Regions from separate parts of the Bombyx mori genome. Here region 1 is linked to region 2. A link is a contact called in public Hi-C data. All regions are on one chromosome and are shown on one strand. Each heading gives the region's core, a stretch centred on a gene start, on an enhancer-like site or on the middle of the called end of the contact. The rest is flanking DNA. Distances are from core to core; before and after follow the strand shown.

Region 1 (6,757 bases), core at 3,978-6,477, 180 kb before region 2:
GTGGAGTCAATATTCTGTTTCAGTCTATTCTGAGCTTGTTCTCAATCACTACCGAATGCTTTTTTCTTTCTATTTTTATTTTATTATCCATTTATCCTTTCACGAACAATGAAACTAGTAGATATAATATACATACATATGCTTATCATGCCTTAACACGCGAAACATTCAAATTGGCCATTTTCGATTATTCTTTTAATCATTGCTATCTGATGATTAAGCCTAAGATTTTACCAGACTCTGGAATTAATTCCTACACTATATGCACCACTCAATACATGATATGAATTCAAAATCTCAATTGTACTGTTTGATGTCCCAACTTTCTAACTGAAACACCTGGTTGCGTCTCGGCAGCAATAATTGATAGGTAATAGCAAGCCGACCTACCAACAGTACCTAATTATTCAAGTTTATAAATTGATGGACTTACTTTTTCTGTCATGTCTTTCATTCAGCGTGAAAGCCGTTCATGAACGTGCGTGAAATACGTACTTTAGTATTAAAAATTGGTACTTGCACGCAGATTCCTGCGTATATATTACATCAAAAATGAGATTATAAATAACCACTAACCACTGACAACAACCACCACTGACAACAACCACCACTGACCACAACTCATTCTCTTTGTCTTTTTTTTTATTGCTTAGATGGGTGGACGAGCTCACAGCCCACCTGGTGTTAAGTGGTTACTGTAGCCCATAGACATCTACAATGTAAATGCGCCATCCACCTTGAGATATAAGTTCTAAGGTCTCAAGTATAGTTACAACGGCTACCCCACCCTTCAAACCGAAACGCATTACTGCTTCACGGCAGAAATAGGCGGGGTGGTGGTACCTACCCGTGCGGACTCACAAGAGGTCCTACCACCAGTAAAGGCTCAAATCCTACATAGAATGGAACTCTTTCGTCGGACATATATTTTATACGTTCTTGGAGCAGAAGAACGTAGTCTCCGAGGACTGTATAATTTTAACTGCCTAAACTTCAATGTTAAGTGAAAAGGGTGATGTTGCTACTTCCTGCTGATTAGAAAGTGGTGGTGGTAGTAGTAGTGTGGAAGAAGTAGCGTTCTCGATAAATTTTGAAATAATCTATAAACCTTACAGTTTATAAACTTACTGTAGAAAGAATAAGCAGTCTTGTTAGGTGGATCTAAAGCACAGAAAACTTTTACTCTTAATGTAGTGGGAATCAGTAGTAACGTCACTAAAATTACTAGAGTCGGTAATGGTAGACGTATTTTAAACGTAATCATATAATAACCGAGTACATATTTTATTTGAAAATGTATAAGTTTCGGTGAATTAGACAAAATCACAACGTTGTTTCTCGGGTTTATTCAAACAGTTGTTGAAACACTCAATAGATTACCACCACTTTATTGAAACGATAATTGTCTCATCTAATATCATCTTCATCATTGTGTTCAATTTATTTTTATAAATCCATCATTTAATATTGTATTCGGTCCGTTTCATTTATCACAGAACAAGCATAGCGTATCTTTAAAACAAATAAAATATTGGGCTGTATGATACTTACATACTTCGTTCGAGTACTGGAAAGACTAAACCACTATTTAACTAGAAGTTTTCAATGTCAAAAAAGTCCAAGTTTACATTGTTATTATTTGTTATTAATGTATGTACATACATAAACTGATTGCTTATAGCAATGATTTCAGAAACAATTCAAAATACAACAAAAACCTTTAAATATTCATTTCCAACATGCACGAACGAAAATGTCTTGTTCAATCTAGAAGTTCCTGTGGATATTCCGTATGATGGTTCCACGAGAGAGCTCGTACAAAGAGTTATAAATATGTTTCACATTCCAGTATATTTAGAAGAAGGTAATGGCTCTTTTGATATGTACTTTACGCATTGACTACTCTTTAAGAAAAAGAAAATTTAATATAATAAAAAAAAAGAAATTACAAAAAATCCGAAAAGCTTAAATAGCTCGATGAAATAATGTTCAAAACAGAGACGCCTACTTTCGCAAATTATATGTACCGAATTTGAATCTTAAAGTCAAAAGATTTAAGTTCACAAAAGTTTATTGTAGTTAGACAGGCTCAAGAGTTCACAAAGTGTTGACTTGATAAATGACATGCAAATTTGAATCAAACAGTATACCACTTCAAAATGTTAGTACCTGTAATGGGAAAATAAACTCACAGTTTTTACTTCTATCTTGTCACCCATTTGTCTCCAAGTAATCAATGATTTTGTCCTCAATGTAGGGATGGCTGTTATCACAATTTAAAGCAACCACATTTGCTATGAATGGCCTCATTGATATAGTAATACTTTAGGTTCAGGTTTGAATTGCATTTGGAGTCAGTATCTTTGTTTAATAAATAAACTATTCAGAGAGAGAGTACTTTCATGTCTTGTATGTGTGTGGCCAATAGAAGAATGCCAGAAAATATCTAAACTTGGGGTGATTTAATGGGGAACAGTTATGTTTATATTGAGGGGTGAAATACTATTTGGTTTAAACAACATTTTTGCAACTTTACATGAAAGCCATTTAAAATTTATAATTTGGAAATATTGTCATAATGAAAAATTTCTTCAACTGTTTCAAAGGAGTAAAATCAATTGAAGTTCAATTTAAAACATCGAAATATTGATGCTAATAACAAATAAAACACTATGCTAATACCAAATTAATCACAAATATAAATGCTGCATATTAAGCAAAATGGCGCTTAAACCAAACAGCCATTTACCCCTCGATATAAATATATATAATCAGATGGCTTGTAAGCACATCAGCGCCAATAAAAAAACTAGTCTTAAAATCATCTTAAACGCTCACAGCTTTAAAGTACTCATTTCAATAAATTATTTTAGAATTAAACGATAGACTATCAGAATTTGTAGCTGACGAAACAAAAAGATTTCACAACGAAAGAGATGAAGAATTATTGAACAAACTAAAGAATAATGAAATAAACTTAGATGATGTTGTTCAAAAATGGGAAAAGCTCTTTAAAGAGAACGTTGTGGAATTCGCAGAACAAAAAGGAACCCCAGATGAAGAGGTAATAAACGTCTTTTTTTATATATTTTTTATTGCTTAGACGGATGGACGAGCTCACAGCCCACCTGGTGTTAACTGGTTACTGGAGCCCATAGACATCTACAACGTAAATGCACCACCCACCTTGAGATATAAGTTCTGAGGTCTCAAGTATAGTTACAACGGCTACCCCACCCTTCAAACCGAAACGCATTACTGCTTCATGGCAGAAATAGGTGGTACCTACCCGCGCGGACTCACAAGAGGTCCTACCACCAGTAAATTAAAATAAGTTGGATCTCCAGTTATTTTCATAGTTCTGAAATTATTTGTGTTAATGCTATTTTTTAACCAGGTATTTGCAGTAGCATACCACAAATTAGTTCACTCACCAGCTCTGGAGACCATTCTACAAGTAGAAAACTCCTATGCCAAAACCGTTATGAATACCTTAAAGAATAGAGATGATGATATCGTAAAACTGACACAAAAGTAAGTTTTTCACTGTCATCCAACTAAAATAACAAGGTGAAATATAAAAAAAAAAAATGTACGTTAAACAAAATTTATGATTGAATATAATTTAACGCCCGTCTGGTGTAGTGGTAAGTGACATGGTCACTACACAAAGGGGTTGCGGGTTCGAATCCCGCCAAGGGAAGATATTTGTATGATAAATATAAATGTCTTTTCCAGGGTTATGGATGTATATTAAATATATGTATGTGTATAATAAAAATCTTACATTTATATCCGTTATCATTCTGGTACCTGTAACACAAGTTCTTTACGAACTTATCACGGGACCAGTTAACGTGGCGTGATTGTTAGTAAAAATATTTTAATTTTTATAATATTGTAAATATTCTTTTGCCCTTCGTTATATCTGTGAGAATATGAATGCAGATATTTCATAATACATTGCTATATTGTAATATTAATTTATATTTTGCAAAAACAGTATTAATACATTAATTAAGGGACAAATTTTAAAATGATCAATAAAAAAACTAATATTTCTCATTCATCTCATAACCAGACAAACTGAAGAAATGGAAGAAAAAGTACGTCTTCTGAACACTTCAACCACAGAAGTTGAGATCAATGAATTAGCCACCCAGCAGTTTGAAGAGCAAGCCTTAGTTTCAGGCCGATGGGGATCTCAGCTGGACGCCTTGTGTCAAACGCAAAGAACACATCACAGAGCATGGCTAATGGCGACTTTGCAGGAGTACCAGACCACATCAGCCTTGCATACACCAAGGTAGACAATTACAAATCAAAACAGTCCACTAACTGTTATTACTTTAAAAGCATTTTAAATTTTCATTATATAATTTTTTTCTACTAATAATTACTATGCTTGCCTCAAGTTTTGAATTAATAACTTTTTGTGTAAGACCTCAAAATATAACTGTAGTTTAAAAAAAAAAGATAAGAACATCCATTTTTTACATTCTTCAAATGGTAATCATATTATATTCTACATATTTTTAAATGTTGACTCAAAAGACAATTTTTTTAGCTTACCGTAATTTATACTAATATACAAATAAAAGCTGAAGAGTTTGTTTGTTTCAACATGCTAATCCCAGGAACTACCGGTCCGATTAAAAAAAATCTTTCAGTGTTAGATAGCCCAATTATTGAGGAAGGCTATAGGCTACATAACATCACTCTAAGATCAATACAAGTAGAGCACCATATTCTGGTATCTATAGATTTCACTAACTGCTAAATATGAGGTATACTGGCCTGGCCTTTTCACTGGTGGTAGGACCTCTTGTGAGTCCGCACGGGTAGGTACCACCACCCCGCCTATTTCTGCCGTGAAGCAGTAATGCGTTTCGGTTTGAAGGGTGGGGCAGCCGTTGTAACTATACTGAGACCTTAGAACTTATATCTCAAGCTGAGTGGCGCATTTACGTTGTAGATGTCTATGGGCTCCAGTAACTACTTAACACCGGGTGTGAGCTCGTCTAACCATCTAAGGAATAAAAAAATTTTTTTTTACCCCACATCGCTAAGGAAATAGTTATCGGAGTCCGGTTCTCTGATATTTGATTTTAACAAATACACAGCAATTCTCCGCTGGGTATATTCTCGCCGTCTCCATGCTCATCCCTACCCGAGGCTCCAACCCGACCTCGTCTTGAAGAAAGCTTCACCATACACCTCGGAAGTCAACTCAAACAGACGCACAACATTCGCATTGTCGCTATGGACCTGCTCGACCTGTGCAATGTTGATCATGACAAGTAAGTTCCTGGCCTACAGAGTTCTTGAGTCGTTTTGGCTGTGCGGTGATCTGGAGTAGCACCGCGTTGTCTCTTCCTTTTGAGGTCGTAAAGAGCGACCCAGAGATTCACATGAGAGTGGGTGAGCTTTTCCTAACAAAATACCGACATCGCCTTTACATCGCATTTATTGGTGGTAGGATCTCTTGTGAGTCCGCACGGGTAGATACCACCGCCCTGCCTATTTCTGCCATGAAGCAGTAATGCGTTTCGGTTTGAAGGGTGGTGCAGCCGTTGTAACTATACTGAGACCTCAGAACTTATATCTCAAGGTGGGTGGCGCATTTACGTTGTAGATGTCTATGGGCTCCAGTAACCACCACTTAACACCAGGTAGGCTGTGAGCTCGTCCACCCATCTAAGCAATAAAAAATAAATAAAAATAGCCAACTGACATTTACTGGTTGTAAGGCTCATTACAACCATGCACCATAACATCGTATAATAAAAATTAAACTCACAAAATTATAATTTGCGTAATTACTGTGGCAGGGCGTCTCGTGAGTCCGCACGGGTAGGTACCACCGCCCTGCCTATTTCTGCCGTGAAGCAGTAATGCGTTTCGGCTTGAAGGCGGGGCAGCCGCTGTACTGTAAAAACTGAGACCTTAGAACTCATATCTCGAGGTGGGCTCCGGTAACCACTTAACATCACGTGGGCTGTGAGCTGATTGACTCATGTAGCCCCCAAAAAAAATCACAACTTATTTGTACCCTTTGAGATTAATCCTTTCTCAATATTTTTTGTCCAGCCCTACAGAATCGTCACGTCGCCTCCAAACTTCCCTATCGTTGTATTCATCGGAACTATCAGCGGTGATTCTCCTCAGCGAGTCTCCCCCTGAACGACCCTCGCCCCCCACCACACAGCTAGTGGACGCGGCCAAGTCCTCGACGGAGTATCACTTCCACGACGTCGAGTATCAATTGCGGGAAATCAGCAAGAAAGTCAAGGAGCCAGTGAGTAGTGAAATGCTATTTAAAGATAATGTGTTCTTACCCTTACAGCTATGCGTGATCTACATTATGACGCTTATGTTATGAACTTAAAAATACAGGATGTCACGTGATACTTATTCGTTCGCCGCTAAACCTCTAATCTCTTTCATTATTGTTACAATTATGTTTACCATTTTTTTTTTTGTTGTCCAATAAAGAATAATTTTCATAACATTAAATTGTTACGCGCTGGGGCTTAGGATAAATAAAAATTCTACCGAAGTACAAATTAAAACTGTATTAACACTTAGAACACCCACAGAACACTTTACACTTTATAATTCACTTCTTCCGCTTCGCTTCAGGTGATCCGTTCGTTGTTTCGCTTCGAGTAGTTCCGGTTACTAACTGCTTCGTGATATCTCTGCAACGCTTTTATAGTCGGTACAACATCCCTAGAATTATCGAGAACATTCCTGA
Region 2 (6,044 bases), core at 2,084-4,583:
TGATCTAACCTGGGCCCGCAACGAATTACAAATTGAATTCTGGGGTCAATGAACGCGGTGTTGAATAAACTGCATTAATGAGAATTTTTTGGGTTGTGAATTTTGTTGTCATTATCTACATACTGCCTTCGACTGTGTTTCATTGAATGCACATATATTGTTGTCTACTTAGATTAAGGTAGTGTATTTGTTTTCCGGACCCTAAAAAGATTACAATACTATATATACAGGGTGTATCCCAACGGTATTTTGTAAGTAATAGTGAAAATATTGGCAATTAAACAATTCTTATTTTCGAACAAAGCAGCAGTTAAATAAATCGTTTTAAAATACCAAATATTAAGTATTTGTGATAGGCAGTCATTGTATTAATGTAATTACAGGGTGACTTCACATTCAGCGGCATGGGAGATAAAACTCATAGCACCGACTTCAGCAGCGGCAAATCAGATAGTATGTACCTCCTTTTTATATTATTTTGGGACAAGAACTATAAAAATGTAGGTACACACAATAAATTTAACGTGTATATATATATTTATACACATTTATACATATATATATATATATATATATATATATATATATATATATATATATATATATATATATATATATATGTATAGGTTTTATCTGACATATTAGGATTTCATACTATATTTTTTTATTTGGATGGTTGGTGTGTATGGCGTTGACATCAAAAAAAATTCTAACTATCTTCTTACATTATTTTGTATAGTATAAATTCAAAGTACATATTTTATATATTCTATCGTTATTTCGGGTTTGTTGAAAAAAAACAATCTCTGAGCTTAGGTCGGCTTTTTGCACATATGTTTTCTGTGTTATAATTTTTAATGTATTTCGATTTTTTTAACTGAGTACAAAAAAAAAAAAAATTACGTAATCGAAATATATATCCTATTTCCACTTCTTACTGCGGCGATACACGTTGAATGACCAATGTTGCCAATTGTAACATTTATATTAAATTATATCAAAGAATAATGATTCTTATTAGCACGTATTCTATTAAGATTTGGGTTGTTTTTTGCGCGCAGTGCGGACGGATCTGTGCAGTAAGTAGTATCGCCTCGCTTGCCGGAGAGAGACAAACGTACGCATAAAGCTTAAGCGAGAAAGAGACAAACAACATTTTTTAGTTTTCACTTTGGAATCCCGCCTTCCGCAAAGCGCTTATTCATAGTATTTATTATATGTACCAATAGTTTTCATTAATAGAATTTTTACGTGAATAATCATAAATTGACTTTACTTTTCATCATGTCTTTATGGACTCTCTTTCTTAAATCAAACAAACATTACGATGTAATTTTGCAAATTATTTCTAAACATCCTGGAGAGTTGATTTTGATTGTAAATTTTATTCGGAATCCGAGGATCACGATAATAGTAAAGGCAAAGAAACTTCATACTTCATTTTAAAAATGTCGTATTAATAAACAAAAAAAAATGCACTAAATATAATCTGCATTTGCTGTAGTTTAATAATTAAAATAAAGTTAACATTTTATTAACAATGTCACAAAATTATTATATTTTTATCTACATGTATGACACGGACTCGGTTAGGATTTTTTTATTAACATGAAATATGGACAGTTTGCGGTAGGCAGCGGCTTGGCTCTGCCCCTGGCATTGCTGAAGTCCATGGGCGACGGTAACCACTCACTATCAGGTGGGCCGTATGCTCGTCTGCCTACAAGGGCAATAAAAAAAATTAAAATTAAAAGTTAATTTCAACTGACTGCGAACGGAAAATTCATTTTATGAGAGTTTTAATAAAACTGGAGCCAACATCATTGATGTGGAAAGCAATGTATGATTTAGCTGCAGACTTCAAATCTAGACTGTTAATTATTTTCATCCGAATCAAAATTCAAAATGCAATTTTAATATATTTGTAGACACCATACGTTTCATTTGTGTTATTAATCATGCAATAAACAAATCGCAACACATCCCAGCTTTAAAACATTCTCGTAAAAGATAACTAACACAAATAAGCACTTTATACACTAATTAAAAATTTATTAGTATCAATGTAAGATTATTTTTTTAAAGTAGATGCTGTAGTGATGTGTAAAAATGTATTCTTACAGTTTCTGCCGGCTCCATAACCGATGTGGATAGAAGTGCTGTGGTAAGTTCATTTAAAATTTAAACATTATTTTCTGATATAATACGAACAAATTATTTATTTTAATGTATTAAATGTTTTAATAATTTTGGTATATTTAATTTTAATTATAATTTTACTAACATAGTTATAAGTATACTTACAACTACTTACAACATATAGGCTTAAGATGGTCTGAATTAAATGATTTTTATTTATTTTATTAAAGACGAGAAAAATTATTAAAAGTTATGAAAGAAAATTATATAACATACCTAAAAAAGAAAATGACAAAAAAAACAACTTGACCACAAGGAAATTTACCGGTGGTAGAACAATTTGTAAACTCGCAAGGGATAAGATAACCATCCTGCATATTTCTGTCGCGAAGCAGTCATACGTGCTGATGTGAACACAATATAAGGGAGACTAAGACTTAGTGCCTCAAGATGGATAAGACTGCATTCGCATTCTGATGATCATAAGCTCCAATAAACTTAGTGGTTAGTCCGGGTGGGCTGTTAGCTCTGTGATCCAGAAATGAATCGAGAATCTCTTCTTGATCACATTTGAATCCGTATAAAAGTAATTAGAATTAAAATGAAGATGCGCTTTTCTGTCGAAACATAACACATTAAAAAAAATGCTCAGTCAAATATATAAATTTACGGCATCCGCGTTCTGATGTTTATCAGCTCTGCTTACTGTTTGAACTCTGACAAGAATTGTTTTTTTTTATTGCTGAGATGGGTGGATGAGCTCACAACCCACCTGGTGTTAAGCGGTTACCGGAGCCCATAGACATTCACAACGTAAACGCCGCTACCTAGCTTGAGTAAGTTCTAAGGTCTCAGTAGAGTTACAACGGCAGCGCCACCCTTCAAACCGAAACGCATTACTGCAGAAATAAGCGGGGGACGGTGGTACCTACCAGCGCGGACTCACAAGACGTCCTACCACCAGTAAATGTTTATTGTTAGTAGAAATAACGGAAAGCTCATTATGCATCGTATTTGATTGCGCAGACAACCGAAGCGGGTATAGTGGTCCGCGGGGTGAGCACGCTGGGGTCGGGGGTGGGGGTGCGCGGCGGGGTGGGGGGCGTGCGCCGCTCCCTCCCCAACATGGCCACCTCGCATCTCCTGCACGAGCCGGCCAAGCTCTACCCCTACCACTTGCTGCTCATCACCAACTACAGGCTGCCGCCCGACGTCGACAGGCTTAACTTAGAGGTAGGTAGACGGTAGGCAGCGGCTTGAGTCTGCCCCTGGCATTGCTGAAGTCCATGGGCGACGGTAAACACTCACCATCGGGTGGGCTGTAAGCTCGCCTACAAGGGCAATAATATAAAAGTTATAATTTTTTATTGCTTAGATGTGTGGACGAGCTCACAGCCCACCTGATTGATGTTAAGTGGTTACCGGAGCCCATAGATATCTACAATGTAAATACCGCCACTAACCTTGAGATATGTGTTCTAGGGTCTCAGTATAGTTACAACGGCTGCCCCACCCTTCAAACTGAGAAATACGCGGGGTGGTACCTATCCTATTACTGTTAATTGTAGAACCCCACTTAACCAAAAAACACTATGCGTTGTTGCTTACTTGAAGTGGACAAAGACTGGTTCTAGAGACGTTGGTGGATCAATTTAAAACAGATTTCAGATTAGAAATGTCAATTTCATAATTACGCATTCTAATATTATTATTATTATTATTATTTTTATGTGCCTATCTGCGATCAGTCCTGGACTATGAGCAGATGCGTTGTGTGTGCCATCGCGTCGAAGAAGCTCCTCACCAGGAGACTCCTCATTGATCACCATCTGTCACCAACTCCCTGTATATCATGACGTTTCAGTCATTTGATGTAACTTACTTTTGTGAATGCTATTGCGGTGGTTTTCCAGCCGAGTTCTGTACTTAGTACCTGTCAACCTTATCTCTTCCTTAACAGTTCTCATGTTCATGGCTTCATGGATCTCAGTGTTTGTCACAAACTTCATTGTATTCTAATATAAAAAAAATATATTAACAGCGACATCTCTCGGACGCCGAATTCGAAGCCATTCTCCAGATCAACCGGCAAGACTTCTACCGCTTGCCGCAGTGGCGCCGAAACGAACTCAAACGACGGGCTCGCCTCTTCTAGAACATTCGTCTACTCGAACGAGCGATTCACTCGCGACAGCGCCATCTAGGAACTGAAGTTGGTACTTTGTACACTTTTCATTTGTCGATATTATTGACACAAGAAAGCAAATGATAAAAAAAAAACGATAGTTTTAGAATATAGATAGTTCTTTGAAACGTACAAGATCATTTCAATTATCAGACTGAATTAAAGGCTATCCCCAAAAATGTTTATTTTGAAGGAAGAAACTATCGTTTTAAAAAATTAATAAGGATGTTGTACAAAGTATCATCTTCACAATTGGTTTTAAAATATCAAGATTATTTATTTGTAATCATTCATTCGATTGGAAAGAATGCGTGCCTATGTTATTTTATAAAGCTAAGATTTAATTTTAGACGAGCCGTTGCGTGCACGGCGTGCGCTTTAGTTTTGCATAATTTTTATATTTAATAAGACGAATTGAGTTGTCCTTGTTTTTAACGTTTTTTTTTTCCATTTTATTTATTTCGATGTAACCTATATTTTTCGTGTACCCGAGCAAAAGTATAGAGAAGTTGTTATTTTCAATTTTTACGTTTATTCGTAAATATCAAGCACAGGGATACAAAGTTACAAATCCACAAAACATTTTTCGGTCGAAAATTTCAATTGACATTATATAACATGTAAATTGCACGTGTGGTTTTTATGTAGTGTGCAGTGAGAATAAAACGAATTAGACATTTATTGGTTTTGATATTATAAACAAACGATCTACGGCCGTATTTTGAGAGATAAATATATTATCACGATACTTACGAATCTGAGATTTCTAAGTAATGTGTGGACTTCACTTTGAATTAAGAACTTCACGTCTTTGGCTAGTGATGCACAGTGAACGATCTTCATTGGAAACTCCATTCAAATCGATCGTGAATTATGTGAAAATACGAATCCTATTTCATAACGACGATATTATAATAACTTCAGATACATAATAATATTAATATATTCATTTAATTTAAACATAAAAAAATTATAGATTTATTCTGTGTGAATGTGTGACGAGAGTTCAAAGAATAATCATAATATTTGAATGCTGTTCTCTAAAGTATATATTTATAAATTGGATATAGAGATATTGACAAAAATGCAACACTAAAAAATATAATAGGTCAGAAGAAAACATAGCTAACGCACCATTCGTGATAGAATAGGAACATATAGTAGGATAAATATTTATTTATCATTAAACAGTATGTTCGTAAAAAATATATATATTTATATATGTACGAATATTTTGAAATTGGCGTTCAATTAGTTAGATGTGTGCGTGCCTACAAAGATTCATTGGACGTAATTTTGATTTATGAAATGTCTAATGGTGTGCCGTATGGCATATACATATATATGTATTGTGTGTGTGTAACTGAGCTGAATTTTGTATGTCTTTAAACAATAGAAAGATATGAATGTATCGGTTGCAACATAAATATGTACTAGAATTATATAATATATAGCCTAAGGTTTTTTTGTTTGTCTAGTCTGAAACATTTAGAATGGCTAATTAAAAAAGAAGAAAAAAACTATTGAACTGATCGTAAATTTGATTTATTTATTTTTGTTTATATCTTTTTACTCTGAGTTTAAGCTTAGAGAAATGAATTTTTAAAATATTTTCTATTTGTAACTATATTTATGTTGCGACTGCTAATCAATAAATAAGCGACAGAAAACGTTACTAAGTAACTCTGTGGATTGGTGTCAATTAGTTTTGCTCTCATAA

The links. A called contact is a pair of places that touch in the nucleus more often than the background predicts.
Region 1: a Hi-C map of middle silk gland shows a contact between it and region 2, with 1.9 times the contacts expected there. The contact joins two enhancer-like sites. A contact is called at or near these places in 3 of 7 Hi-C or Micro-C datasets (middle silk gland, posterior silk gland and whole pupa).

What each region holds. Positions count from the first base shown.
Region 1 is chr26:7,321,806-7,328,562 of ASM3026992v2, reverse strand. It overlaps LOC101739151 (protein C12orf4 homolog), which reads left to right and starts at 1,592. Exons shown (of 9, transcript XM_004922028.4): 1 at 1,592-1,864; 2 at 2,874-3,064; 3 at 3,398-3,534; 4 at 4,082-4,306; 5 at 5,124-5,300; 6 at 6,091-6,298. The coding sequence starts at 1,684. Within about 2 kb of position 5,227, at least 2 of the 8 cell types and tissues checked have open chromatin away from gene starts, as enhancers often do.
Region 2 is chr26:7,143,425-7,149,468 of ASM3026992v2, reverse strand. LOC733061 (actin-binding LIM protein 2) reads left to right here. Exons shown (of 19, transcript XM_062676336.1): 16 at 384-453; 17 at 2,124-2,164; 18 at 3,166-3,372; 19 at 4,181-6,044. The coding sequence ends at 4,294. Among protein-coding and RNA genes, the nearest start is that of LOC134201485, 16 kb to the right of the region's middle. Within about 2 kb of position 3,333, at least 4 of the 8 cell types and tissues checked have open chromatin away from gene starts, as enhancers often do.